Linked DNA regions of Ovis aries: region 2 is linked to region 1. Evidence: chromatin contacts called from public Hi-C data. All regions are on one chromosome and are shown on one strand. The core of a region is the stretch at or near the end of the contact, and the rest is flanking DNA. Distances in the headings are between cores, read along the strand shown.

What was found. A called contact is a pair of places that touch in the nucleus more often than the background predicts.
Region 2: a contact with region 1 is called in a Hi-C map of hypothalamus, with 2.3 times the contacts expected there. The contact joins the enhancer-like site here to the promoter of TIGD3 in region 1. A contact is called at or near these places in 8 of 16 Hi-C or Micro-C datasets (hypothalamus, liver, mesenteric adipose tissue and 4 more).

The regions. Positions count from the first base shown.
Region 1 is chr21:39,997,942-40,001,625 of ARS-UI_Ramb_v3.0, forward strand. It overlaps TIGD3 (tigger transposable element derived 3), which reads left to right and starts at 2,133. Exons shown (of 2, transcript XM_004023478.6): 1 at 2,133-2,342; 2 at 3,276-3,684. The coding sequence starts at 3,292.
Region 2 is chr21:40,048,531-40,052,214 of ARS-UI_Ramb_v3.0, forward strand. No RefSeq gene overlaps it. Among named protein-coding and RNA genes, the nearest start is that of TRNAE-UUC, 4.1 kb to the right of the region's middle. Within about 2 kb of position 1,936, at least 39 of the 54 cell types and tissues checked have an H3K27ac peak or open chromatin away from gene starts, as enhancers often do. A contact at or near this core is called in hypothalamus, liver and muscle, where this site is marked.

The sequences.
Region 1 (3,684 bases), core at 883-3,382:
AATACGCTTAGGGTTTTCTGGGCCAGCCTGAAAGCCGCTTGTTTCCTCCTGGAAGGCAGAGTGGCCTGGGCCCCTGTGCTCAGTTAAGTAAGCCGGGTGCTTCAGTTTGGAATTGTATTAGGGACACAGCACAGCCCCCATCCTGTCTGTACCTGGAAGTAGGCCTAGAGCAGAAGGAGTAAAGCAGTGAGACGATCCTTGCAGGTGGAGTAAGTGTAGAAGATGAGAATGCTGATGAGAACCCTGCATTGCTGAGATTGGGAAAGGTTGCTGAAGGAGGATTTAGGATGAGACATAGAAGGATGGAAGAGGGATCAGGGATGGGATGGGAAGGAAAGCTTGTGAGAAGGGGGACTCACCTGTGGCCCCAGCCTTTCAACTGACTATGAAGGGAGAGGAAAGCAGGCTAGAGGCTGAGGATTCGGCACTCTAGACCCGGGGTTAAAAAGTCTATTGGATTTCAAAGAACTGAAGTCTACCAAGGAAAGAAATACTACTAAATCTTGACTTTAGGAACTTGAGTCTTGCCCAAAAGGTACCAAAACTAAAAAATTAATCTCCACGTGCCCTAACTCAGCTAGCCCCAAGCAAGTAAGTCTTGAAGGAGGAGACAGAACAGGCTCCATTTTGAGAGCAGGACTCCATCTTGGGCTGGACTGTGGGCTTGGAGCTCTATGTCCAGTATCTGAAACGACATACCAATTGGAAAACCAGACCCCCTGATGGAAGAGCCCCAGGGCTCATACCTAGACTCTCTGTCACCTGAAAGAATACCCTTATTACATACCAATTGGAAAACCAGACCCCCTGATGGAAGAGCCCCAGGGCTCATACCTAGACTCTCCATCACCTGAAAGAATACCCTTATTATCTGTGTAACCCAATAGAGTCATAAATTTTATTATGCTTATTGGGGTATGACCACAGGCCTGTTGATAATTCTCCACTGTTAACCATGTAGGCTTAAGGCATATGAATCACGGGTTAACTTTGTATCTTTCTTTTCCTTTGTTCAGACTAGTTTCAGGGAATTTGGTGAGGTGGGTTTGGGCAGATATACTTAGGGTATTGTAGCCACGCATTCCGGGAAACAAACTCACTCAGAAGGACAATGCAGATAGTGGAGGGCAGTTTATTGCACCGGCGGGCCCAAGGCAGAGTCTCCTCTTAGCCAAGGACCCTGACCAGTTTTTGTGAAAACCTTAAATACCCTAAGTGTACGTGCCCAAACCCACTTCCCCAAATTCCCTGAAACTAGTCTGAACAAAGGAAAAGAAAGATACAATCAAAGTTAACCCGTGATTCATATGCCTTAAGCCTAGGTAGTTAACAGTGGACAATTATCAATAGGCCTGTGGTCATACCCCAATAAGCATAATAAAATTTATGATTCCATTAGATTATACAGATAATTAGGGTATTCTTTCAGGCGGCAGAGAGTCTAGGTATGAGCCCTGGGGCTCTTCCATCTGAGGGGTCTGGTTTTCTAGTTGGTATGTCGTTTCCATAGATACTGGGCATAGAGCTCAAAGTCCACAGTCCAGCCCAAGATGGAGTCCTGCTTTCAAGATGAAGCCTGTTCTGTTTCCTCCTTCACAGATATATAAGGTTTTCACAAAAACAGGTCGGGGTCCTTGGGTAAGAGGAGACTCTGCCTTGGGCCAGCTGGTGTAATAACCTGCACTCCACTATCTGCATTGTCCTTCTGAGTGAGTTTGTTTCCCAGAACGCGTGGATACAACAGTCTGTTGTACCTTGGCTGACCGACCTGAGGTCAGTGCTGTCCATGGTAACATCTTTTGTGTGGCTTATAACTTGCTTCTATTTTTTAAAGATCACTGGGTGAGAGGAACGAGATCTGTTTGGTAGATGAGGAAGCTGCCTAGGGTCACGGCCAGGAAGACGTCCTGCGTCCACGCTGCCGAGTCCTGTCAGGCTCTGAGGGCCGGGTCCTCTGAGGCTGGCGGCGCATCCAGGACTCCCGCCGCGACCAGTCTCCGCCTCGCCACCCCTTCTTGCAGAAAGCTCCGTCCCCCCGGGGACCTGACGACCCGCCACTTTCTCAATGTCCAATGAGACTTAGCCGGGGGCGGGACCGAGTCCACCGGAGGCCAATCTAATTGGTTCGGGGCGGGGCTGCGGCGGGTGGGAGCTGAGCGGCGGACCGCGGTCTTCCCAGCCTGGAGAGACCCCCGCGCGGGCTGCGCGCAAAGGGTGCGCGCGCCCGCCGCCCGCGCAGTCCCTCTGTCCGCTCGGCGCGTCCCTCTCCTGCTCTCCGGTAGCCGCCGGGAGAGGGGCTCGAGAGTCCGGCCCTAGCCAGGGCCGCGGGACGAGCGCCTGAGGTGGGTGCGGAGCGGAAGGGCTGGAAGCAGGGAGGCGGGGAGGCCGGGCAGGCAGATGACTGGGTCCGCCCTGACGATGGACTCCGGGTCACCAGAGGGAGAGGCCGGCCGAGTTGCGGAGCCCGACTCCTGGCCTGCCTGGGTCCCGGACGCTTGTTCCCCCGCCCTCCCAGGCCACAAGCCTCTCCGCCGAGGACAACCCGCCCCTCTCGCTGCCCGCGGCCTCCTAACCCCTCCTGCCCTTTGTCGCCTGTGCACCTGCCTTTCGGCCTTGTGCTCCCACCCACCCCCTCTCCAGCCCGGACCCCGGCCCAGCCTTTCCTGCTCAGGACCCAGCCCCAAATTAGACTTGCTTCTTCAGCCCCTAGTCCGTCCCTCTTTGTCGTCTGTACACCTGTCCCCCCAACTCTGTTCATTCACTCCACCACCCTGCCCCCAACATTTTCATCTAAATTCAGCCTAGGCCCACCGCCCCTCCCCATCCTGGGGATTCCTCCCGCCCGCTCTGATTATCCCGTACACCTGCCCGCCTCGGCCCCAGCCCCCTGTCCTCCCCCGTCCACGCTCCTTTGTTGTGTCTGCAGCTGTCCCCTCGGCTCTATTCATCCTTCTCCCGCAGACCCCTTTCTCCCTCTGACCAGGGGGCCACCCCCTCCAGGCTCCATTCTGTCATTCTTCCCATCAGTGCCCGGCCCACTGCCCACCCAGCCTGGCCTCTTCCCTTCCTTTCAGCCCAGCCTTCTCACTTCCTACCCAGGGTACCCTCACCCTCTCCCAGCTGGTCCAGCCTTCCCTGGACTGCCCCCCCCACCCCGCCCCTCCACACCAACCTGTCTCCCTGCCCCATATACTCTCTTTTCCTTGCTGCGCTCCTCTCCTAACCCGCGTGGCCTCCACCGTCGGTCCCCTGCTCACCCTTTCCTCCCCGCCCAGGTGCCGCTGAGAGGCCATGGAGCTGTGTGGCAAGAAGAAGCTTCATGCCCTGTCCCTGGCTGAGAAGATCCAGGTGCTGGAACTCCTGGATGAGTCCAAGATGTCCCAGTCGGAGGTGGCCCGGCGCTTCCAGGTCTCCCAGCCTCAGATCTCCCGCATCTGCAAGAATAAAGAGAAGCTGCTGGCGGACTGGTGCAGCGGCACGGCCAACCGGGAGCGCAAGCGCAAGCGGGAGTCCAAGTACAGCGGCATCGACGAGGCTCTGCTCTGCTGGTACCACATTGCCCGGGCCAAGGCCTGGGACGTGACGGGGCCCATGCTGCTCCACAAAGCCAAGGAGCTGGCCGACATCCTGGGCCAGGACTTTGTGCCCAGCATCGGCTGGCTGGTCCGCTGGAAACGCCGAAAC
Region 2 (3,684 bases), core at 686-3,185, 50 kb after region 1:
CCATGTCAGCAGGGCCACATTGCTTTCCTGGAAGCTCCAGTTCAGTTCAGTTCAGTTCAGTTGCTCAGTCATGTCCGACTCTTTGCCACCCCGTGAATCACAGCACGCCAGGCCTCCCTGTCCATCACTGACTCCTGGAGTTCACTCAGATTCACGTCCATCAAGTCAGTGATGCCATCCAGCCATCTCATCCTCTGTCGTCCCCTTCTCCTGCCCGCAGTCCCTCCTAGCATCAGAGTCTTTTCCAATGAGTCAACTCTTCGCATGAGGTGGCTGAAGTATTGGAGTTTCAGCTTTAGCATCATTCCTTCCAAAGAAATCCCAGGGTTGATCTCCTTCAGAATGGACTGGTTGGATCTCCTTGCAGTCCAAGGGACTCTCAAGAGTCTTCTCCAACACCACAGTTCAAAAGCATCAATTCTTCAGCGCTCAGCCCTCTTCACAGTCCAACTCTCACATCCATACATGACCACAGGAAAAACCATAGCCTTGACTAGATGGACCTTAGTCGGCAAAGTAATGTCTCTGCTTTTGAATATGCTATCTAGGTTGGTCATAACTTTTCTTCCAAGGAGTAAGTGTCTTTTAGTTTTATGGCTGCAGTCACCATCTGCAGTGATTTTGGAGCCCCCAAAACTAAAGGCTGACACTGTTTCCACTGTTTCCCCTCTATTTCCCATGAACTGATGGGACCAGACACCATGATCTTCGTTTTCTGAATGTTGAGCTTTAAACCAACTTTTTCACTCTCCACTTTCACTTTCATCAAGAGGCTTTTTAGTTCCTCTTCACTTTCTGCCATAAGGGTGGTGTCATCTGCATATCTGAGGTTATTGATATTTCTCCCGGCAGTCTTGATTCCAGCTTGTGTTTCTTCCAGTCCAACATTTCTCATAATGTACTCTGCATATAAGTTAAATAAGCAGGGTGACAATATACAGCCTTGATGTACTCCTTTAAGGAGAATAAATCTATTTCCTGGGCTCAGTGGCCCCCTCCTCCATCCCTAAAGCCAGTGAAGGCCAGTGGGGTCCTCACAGCACTGCTCTCTTCCTTTTCTCTCCATGTTTCTCTCTGGCTCTTCTGCCTTCCTCTTCCTCACGATTACACTGGGCCAAGGCTGATAATCAGTCCTGAATATTCATTGGAAGGACTGATGCTGAAGCTGAAACTAGAACACTTTGACCACCTGATGGGAAGAACTGATTCATTGGAAAAGACCCTGATGTGGGAAAGATTGAAGGCGGGAGAAGAGGACGACAGAGGATGAGATGGTTGGATGGCATCACCAACTGGATGGACATGAGTCTGAGCAAGCGCCAGGAGTTGGTGATGGACAGGGAAGCCTGGTGTGCTGTGGTCCATAGGGTCACAAAAGAGCCGGACACGACTGAGCGACTGAACTTAAGGCGGATAATCTAGGATAATTTCCCTATTAAAGTCTGAAAGTGAAAGTGAAGTCGCTCAGTCGTGTCCGACTCTTTGCGACCCCATGGACAGTAGCCTGCACCAGGCTCCTCCATCCATGCGATTTCTAGGCAAGAGTACTGAAGTGGGTTGCCATTTCCTTCTCCAGGGAATCTTCCCGACCCAGGGATCGAACCCCAGTCTCCCGCATTGTAGGCAGACGCTTTACCATCTGAGCCACCAGGGAAGTCCATCTATTAAAGTCTACTGATTAGCAATTTGAATTTCCCTTCGCCATGTAACCTAACATTCACAGGCTCTGGGGTTAGGATGCAGACATCCTGGGGGTCCTTATTCTGTCTACCACGCCATCCTTCCTGCCACAGAACCTCACTCACTGCTTTGTGCTGCACGCGGCAATGGATTTGCCTCCTCTCAGCGGGCTCCGACCAGACCTCCTTAGGCGGTCGCCAGGGGAGCTGGAGCGGCTGCCTGTAGGTTGCAGGTCCGGCTGTGGCCAGCAGGGAGCAGTTGAGCCCGCCCTTTCCTCTCCAGCTCAGCGGCAGAGGCGGAGCCCACACTTCCTGCCCGGATCCTACGCAGCCCGCAGCCCGGAACTCGGCCTGCTGCTTCTCAGGGGGACCGCCTGGCTTCTGACCGCCGCCACCTTCTTCTGGTCCACGATCAGGGGTTCTGGGCCTTCAAGAGCACCAGATACAGGGTTTCTCCCTCCGGTCCCCAGTTGGTGTTCAGTTCAGTCGCTCAGTCGTGTCCCACTCTGTGACTCCATGGACTGCAGCACACCAGGCCTGCCTGTCCATCACCAACTCCTGGAGTTCACTCAGACTCACGTCCATCGAGTCAGTGATGCCATCCAACCATCTCATCCTCTGTCGTCCCCTTCTCCCGCCTTCAATCTTTCCCAGCATCAGGGTCTTTTCAGATGAGTCAGCTCTTCGGATCAGGTGGCCAAAGTATTGGAGTTTCAGCTTCAACATCAGTCCTTCCAATGAACACTCAGGACTGATCTTCTTAAGGTTGGACTGGTTGGACTCCTTACAGTCCGAGGGACTCTCAAGAGTCTTCCCCAACACCACAGTTCAAAAGCATCACTCTTCGGCACTCAGCCTTCTGTATGGTCCCACTCTCACATCCATACATGACCACTAGAAAAACCATAGCCTTGACTAGACGGACCTTTGTTGGTAAAGTAATGTCTCTGCTTGCTTCTTAATATGCTGTCTAGGTTGGTGAGGGACCACATATTTCAAAGATCAGGATCTACATCCCAAGAACAGATTCTGCTTTGGGAGTGTGTGTGTGTGTGTGTGTGATGAAAACAGATTCTGCTTTAGGATTGTGTGTGTGTGTGGAATGAAAACAGAGTCAAAATATTTAAAACCATGGAATCCAGGAAGTGGGGTGGGCACACTCGGGGTCTGCTCACGTCTGCCCTGCTCTCGTCAGCCCTGCTCCCATGCCTGGGGACTGTCCCAGGCCCCAGCCCTCCCCCCATGCCGCTTCCCGGCAGTCCCGCCCATCTCTCAGCACCTCCCTTCCCCCACCCGTACTCTGCCCTCAGCTATTTTGAGCTACTTGTCTTAGGTATAATTTGCAAGCGGGAGAATAATAATAGCTCCTGCTCTTCCCAGGACCTCTGTGTCCCCTGCCTCTTTGACCTTGGCATTTGGGGAGGAGGAGGAAGTGGTAATAGCTGACTCTCTGGGTCAGTAAGCAGAGGCTTCGCTCCCAGCATCAAGGTCAGCAGCCTCCAGGGGCAGATGGACCATTTGGAGAGGTTCCTCTGGCAACCCACTCCAGTACTCTTGCCTGGAAAATCCCATGGACAGAGGAGCCTGGTAGGCTGCAGTCCACCGGGTCTCTAAGAGTCGGGCACGACTGAGTAACTTCACTTTCTCTTTTCACTTTCATGCATTGGAGAAGGAAATGGCAACCCACTCCAGTATTCTTGCCTGGAGAATCCCAGGGACGGGGAGCCTGATGGGCTGCTATGGCGTCGCACAGTCGGACACGACTGAAGCCACTTAGCAGCAGCAGCAGCAGCTCTGCCCAGAGGCAGCTCCCGCACCACACACGCCTTTCTCTGTCTCACCCTCTCTCTCCGATGCCACTCAGGCGCCAAAGGCAGTCGGAACAGAAACGTCCTCCTTCAGAGGGTCAAGGAGAGTCTGAACAACCAGTGCTCCAGCGGGGTCACTAAGGGGGTGAGACAGGCTCAGGTCCGAAGATGGTCCCATCTGCAGGGATGCAGCCTAA